2 separate regions of the Pan troglodytes genome follow, and region 1 is linked to region 2. The links are chromatin contacts, called in public HiChIP or PLAC-seq maps. All regions are on one chromosome and are shown on one strand. The core of a region is the stretch at or near the end of the contact, and the rest is flanking DNA. Distances in the headings are between cores, read along the strand shown.

Region 1 (2,700 bases), core at 83-2,582, 330 kb before region 2:
CCCATGATGGCATTCATCAAATTAAACACTGATAAACCAAATGAAACACCTGGGGATCGCTGTCTGTGAAGTTCCTGTAAGCACACAAATTTAGTAGTGTTAAATGTTTGGACGGTGAAGTTAAAATTTCGTGAAGAAATTCCATAAATGAAAGATTATGGAAAAAAGCTGCAAACCACCAGGCTTTGTATGACACACTCGTTGCTTAACCAACACTAATTTCCTTTCCTTTCCTTCCCACCTCCCACTACTGCAGCTCCAGGAATCTAGGGTTTCTTAGGAAAATGATTTCCACCAGTACACAAGACAGGTAGAGTTCAGGAAGGGCCATGACTAACCTTGTGACTGCAAGAGATGAAGATAGGATGGGAATGGAGTGGGGAGAGAGAGGAGGGATAAGGCCTCAGCTCATGTGATTACTAAAGAATTGCTGAGTCAACCTGGGACTGCTGTGGGCAGTTGTTTCTCCTCAATTACTAGGACTGCACAACTAATCTCTACTTATATATCTAATGAATTAGTTCTACCAAACTGGAAGGATGGTCAGGAATACCTTGCAATGACAGTATTATAAACAGCAGCAATTCACGTTGTTCTGGCAGTATCCCTGAAAACATCCCCCTCCCCACAAACAGCACTGGGAACAAAGTCCTGGGAACAGTGTCTAGGACTCGAGTTAAAAAGCGGAGTGCCCACTGCACAGGCTTTAGGGTCAGGAACGTGCTATGCACTTACTAGCAAGCCACTTCCATTCTACCGCTAAGAATTTCTGTATTAAAATGTTTATTACTCTCCCTCCCCCCATGACTAAGTCGGAAGAGGAAAATCCTGTGACTCTTGCAAAGACCTCACGAGACTGGTGGAGAAAATAAGGTGACAAAAATACTAACTAACAGCAGTGAGTACATAATCCTATGGCCGCTCATCCCATCATGTTCGCAGCTTCCACTCAACGCTGCATCTCTTCCACCCGACGCTTTTCATCTTTTCTTTCTAGAGTATGCTAGGCTGCTATCACGTTCATAACTGCGCCAATCTCATCTGAATCTCGGCGGCTGCCTTCAGACCCCATCCCCCAGGGTTCAGGCTCCAGCATCTCCCCTGTCCCGGTGCGGTCCTCCTTTTCTGGGTCTTATTTGGCAGGCACTTGAGGGAAGCCGGAGGGCGTCAGCGCGGGGAAGCGAACACAGCTCACTTACGTTGCTTAGCAACGGACTCAACTCTTCGGCCTCCGCTTCTTCAGGCTGCTGGACAGAGACATACCAGCCCCGCTCAGCGTTGAAGCTCCCCCAGGACGCCTCCATGCTGCTCTCCAGCTGACTACCAGGTCCATCTACGAGCCTCTACCCTTGCCCTGCGCTCCAGTCGTCGGTCGCGCCAGAGGCGGAGCTTTGAGCCCGGCCCTTCCGGCTTTCCGTACTTCACCAGGGCCTGGAAGGAGAGGAGCGAGTCGACGTGATCTGATGACGCGCGCCCTCTTCGCGACGAACAGTGATGATGTCATAGAAGACCCGCCCATCCACCCGCGACCCACATCCGATCGGTACCGGAGCGGGAGGTGAGGGGTCGGCTCGCGGATCCAGCTGCAGAGCGACGTGGGGAATTGGAATGGTGCTTTGGTGAGGTGGCGGCCGCGTTAGGGGCTAATGGTCCAGGGGAGGTACCAGCCCGCCCAGGGCTGCTCTCTGCCATGTGCTGCATGGGCACAGAAACATCGCGAGGTCACCCACCCGCCTAGGTGCTGAACTTAGTTTCGAGGTACTGGATAGTAAGGAATGTTTCAAAAGCCTTTCGCCACATTTTACTGGTGGGAAAACCGAGACTTATAGTAATTTATCCAGGGTCACCCAGCTGGTCAGCTGCTAGACCCGATTTGATCTCTGACGGTGAAGTTAGACTTCGTTGCTTTACAGGATTCTGGGACAGGGCCCTTTCCCCTTACAAGTAAATTCTTTGGTATTTTAGAAGACAGTGAATAACTGATACTATGCATATAACAATCAGCAAAGCTCTCGTCCTCAAAATACAGAAGCCTCTAGTTAAAGGCAGGACATGTGGCAGTAAAGCATCGAAAACAAACAACAGAGCAATATATTAAGAACACAAGCACCGAAGTCAGTCAAAACTAGGTTTTAATCCATGCCTAGCCACTTATCAGCTGGGAGACTTTGGGTGGGTTACCTTACGTCTGAGCTTTAGTTTACTTATTTACAAAATGAGGGTGCAATACTGCACACCTCCCAAGATTCATAATGTACATAAAGCATTTAGCGCAGTATCTGACACAATAAGCACCCATGAGACTATCCTAATAAATATCACCACTAGTAATGGTCATGTATAATGACTATTTCATTTACAGATGACCATTTAACTCATACTTCAGTCTTCCAATCCCAAATGTATTATCTAGAAAATTGTGGGTGAAGAGGATCATTGAGTATGGCTAATGGATCACTAAGCCCTCTGAACTGGGAGCAGGTGGGTTGAAGGTGTAAATTTAATATATACCACTATTATCTACCACTAATACGACTTCCTGAAAAAGTCATCCTAGTCTGGAAAAGATAGTATACTTCCCACACATCACTAAACGTTTTATTTGTCAGCATTTAGCAGGTTATTTGAGATAGTAGAATTTAGATTTTTATTCTCAAAAGCTGTCGTGTGTGAATTTTTTTTTTTTTTTAAGGATCTTAT
Region 2 (2,700 bases), core at 94-2,593:
GCTAGTCTCAGCTACTGACAATAGATTATCTTTGTTTAGAGAGGCTAATTGTTTTCAAAATCTTTTTAATAATTGCTTTGGAACTAGGTGTGCAAATGAGGCTTAAGATAATTACAACTTCATTTGTTTGTGCAGTTTTACTAAGCATTCTCCACACATAAACAAAACAGCAGATGATGGGACTTAAATTGCAGTGCATCTCTCATTCCCTGGCAGCAAAATAGGCCAGCATTGCAACACACACACACACACACACACACACACACACACACACCTCTTTATTTAATCTTCTTGGAGCCGCTGTCGTTCTCGCTTTGAGGGCAGTGTCCCTCTCAGAGCAGGGTAAGGATTATATTACAACCGGACGGTTATTGGAGCCGGGCACAGTTTTATTTAATTTACACCACATCCAGCGCCTTTCGTACGAGGTTCCCAAAGCATTTTTGCTAATAGCAAGTAAAGCCTCGCGGCATTCCTCAGTAGCAGAGGTGGCACTGCAAAACACAACCGCACAGATGGGGAAATTGAGTCCAGAAGCTTCAGGAACCTGCTGGTTTCAATCGCAGAACATTAAGATACCAAATCACAAATGAACGCTCGGAGTCTCTAGGTGCTCAGCAAGTATGCTCTAAACAGCTCTCTGCCTGGTCTCAAATCATGGAGGTCTTTTGTGAACGAGGGAAACGCTGTCCGACTGGGAGTACTTGTGCCCTTTGGAGGGTGGTGTGCAGCAGTGGGGGGAGGACAGTGGGAGTTGGTGGGGGGAGGGAGGAGGAAATAGGGTTGGACTCCTCGAGCTGAAGCCAACCCGAAGAGAAGCCACTCTTCCAGAGGCTGCATGCGCGGACCCTGGTCTGCTCTTGAATTATTTATCGCGTTCCATAAGCTATTCATCAATCCATTATTTATTCATTCCAACATTAAAGTAATTAAATATGAGCTCACCGGGAGAGGGCAAGTCTGCAAGGGATGAGGACAAGAGTACGGAGGGAGAGGGGAGGAATTAAGGTTTGGAGTCATTGATTTGTGCGGAGTTGTGCGCGACTCCCCTTAGGTGATACTGGCGACGGGTCCCGCGTTGCAGGGTCCTGACGCGCTCACCCGCTCCCTACCTCCCCACACCTCCGCAGCGCAGCTCCCTCAGACCCCAACTGGCTTCCCACCTTTCCTCTTCCTTCTCCTCCCACCACTCCCTACCCGCGCAGCCCCGGCAACACCCCCAACCCCCAGCTCCGCAGCCTCGCCCTCCCCGCTCTGGGCGGTGCGGCCTCTCTGCCCAGCCGGGCGGCGCGCTGGCTGGCCAGCCCCGGATAGGCGCCGCCGGCAGCCAATCAGCGTGCCGGGGACGCTGCGCGCTTTAAGGCCGCTGCGGGGAGAACAGAAACCAAGTTCCCCGGCAACTAGCAGCATCCACCGGGCGGGAGGTCGGAGGCAGCAAGGCCTTAAAGGCTACTGAGTGCGCCGGCCGTTCCGTGTCCAGAACGTCCCCTACTCCTCCGCCTTCTCTTCCTTGGCCGCCCACCGCCAAGTTCCGACTCCGGTTTTCGCCTTTGCAAAGCCTAAGGAGGAGGTTAGGAACAGCCGCGCCCCACTCCCTGCGGCCGCCGCCCCCTGCCTCTCGGCTCTGCTCCCTGCCGCGTGCGCCTGGGCCGTGCGCCCCGGCAGGCCCCAGCCATGTCGATGCTGCCGTCGTTTGGCTTTACGCAGGAGCAAGTGGCGTGCGTGTGCGAGGTTCTGCAGCAAGGCGGAAACCTGGAGCGCCTGGGCAGGTTCCTGTGGTCACTGCCCGCCTGCGACCACCTGCACAAGAACGAGAGCGTACTCAAGGCCAAGGCGGTGGTCGCCTTCCACCGCGGCAACTTCCGTGAGCTCTACAAGATCCTGGAGAGCCACCAGTTCTCGCCTCACAACCACCCCAAACTGCAGCAACTGTGGCTGAAGGCGCATTACGTGGAGGCCGAGAAGCTGCGCGGCCGACCCCTGGGCGCCGTGGGCAAATATCGGGTGCGCCGAAAATTTCCACTGCCGCGCACCATCTGGGACGGCGAGGAGACCAGCTACTGCTTCAAGGAGAAGTCGAGGGGTGTCCTGCGGGAGTGGTACGCGCACAATCCCTACCCATCGCCGCGTGAGAAGCGGGAGCTGGCCGAGGCCACCGGCCTCACCACCACCCAGGTCAGCAACTGGTTTAAGAACCGGAGGCAAAGAGACCGGGCCGCGGAGGCCAAGGAAAGGTACGCGGCGTGCTTCCCGCGACTCGGGCGACCCCAGGAAGCCGTCCTTTCTCCTCCGCCCCCTCCCGCCCCCGCAGGCACCAGCCACCAAGTCCTCCCCGCCGGCCGGAGCCCGTCCACGGGGCGGCGCGCAGGCCCTCCGCGGCGCTGCAGCGAAAGTTCATGAACTCTGAGGTTCCTTGCTAAGGATGGGGCCTCATTTGCTTTGAGCACCCGCGCGTGGGTTTCTCTGGGATGTGAGTGTCGGGAAATACTGGCGCTAGGTTTGGTCTTCATGCCTCCCTGGCTGGCCGCGGCTATGAGTGGTGGGTGGAGAGTGAGTTTCTAAATCAACGGGCAGTGAAATGTTGATTGGTGTCGCAAGGAAAGGGGTTTGGTGGGAGCTGAGGTTCGCGAACCTCTCTCCTCTTGCTCCCCAGAGGGGTGAAGCTGGCCTGAGACATTGGCTCTGCCCCCACTCCTGCCC

The links. HiChIP or PLAC-seq counts read pairs in DNA pulled down with a chosen protein or histone mark.
Region 1: an H3K4me3 HiChIP or PLAC-seq map of stem cell-derived excitatory neurons shows a contact between it and region 2, with 4 times the contacts expected there. The contact joins the promoter of SLC38A6 here to the promoter of SIX1 in region 2. A contact is called at or near these places in 1 of 7 Hi-C or Micro-C datasets (stem cell-derived neural progenitor cells) and 1 of 1 datasets of contacts at active chromatin or transcription factors (stem cell-derived excitatory neurons).

Annotation. Positions count from the first base shown.
Region 1 is chr15:58,980,177-58,982,876 of NHGRI_mPanTro3-v2.0_pri, reverse strand. It overlaps SLC38A6 (solute carrier family 38 member 6), which reads right to left and starts at 1,332. Exons shown (of 17, transcript XM_054666633.2): 1 at 1,200-1,332; 2 at 1-74. The coding sequence starts at 1,304. It overlaps TRMT5 (tRNA methyltransferase 5), which reads left to right and starts at 1,561. Exons shown (of 5, transcript NM_001279905.1): 1 at 1,561-1,758; 2 at 2,693-2,700.
Region 2 is chr15:58,648,817-58,651,516 of NHGRI_mPanTro3-v2.0_pri, reverse strand. It overlaps SIX1 (SIX homeobox 1), which reads left to right and starts at 1,343. Exons shown (of 2, transcript XM_509988.8): 1 at 1,343-2,234. The coding sequence starts at 1,675.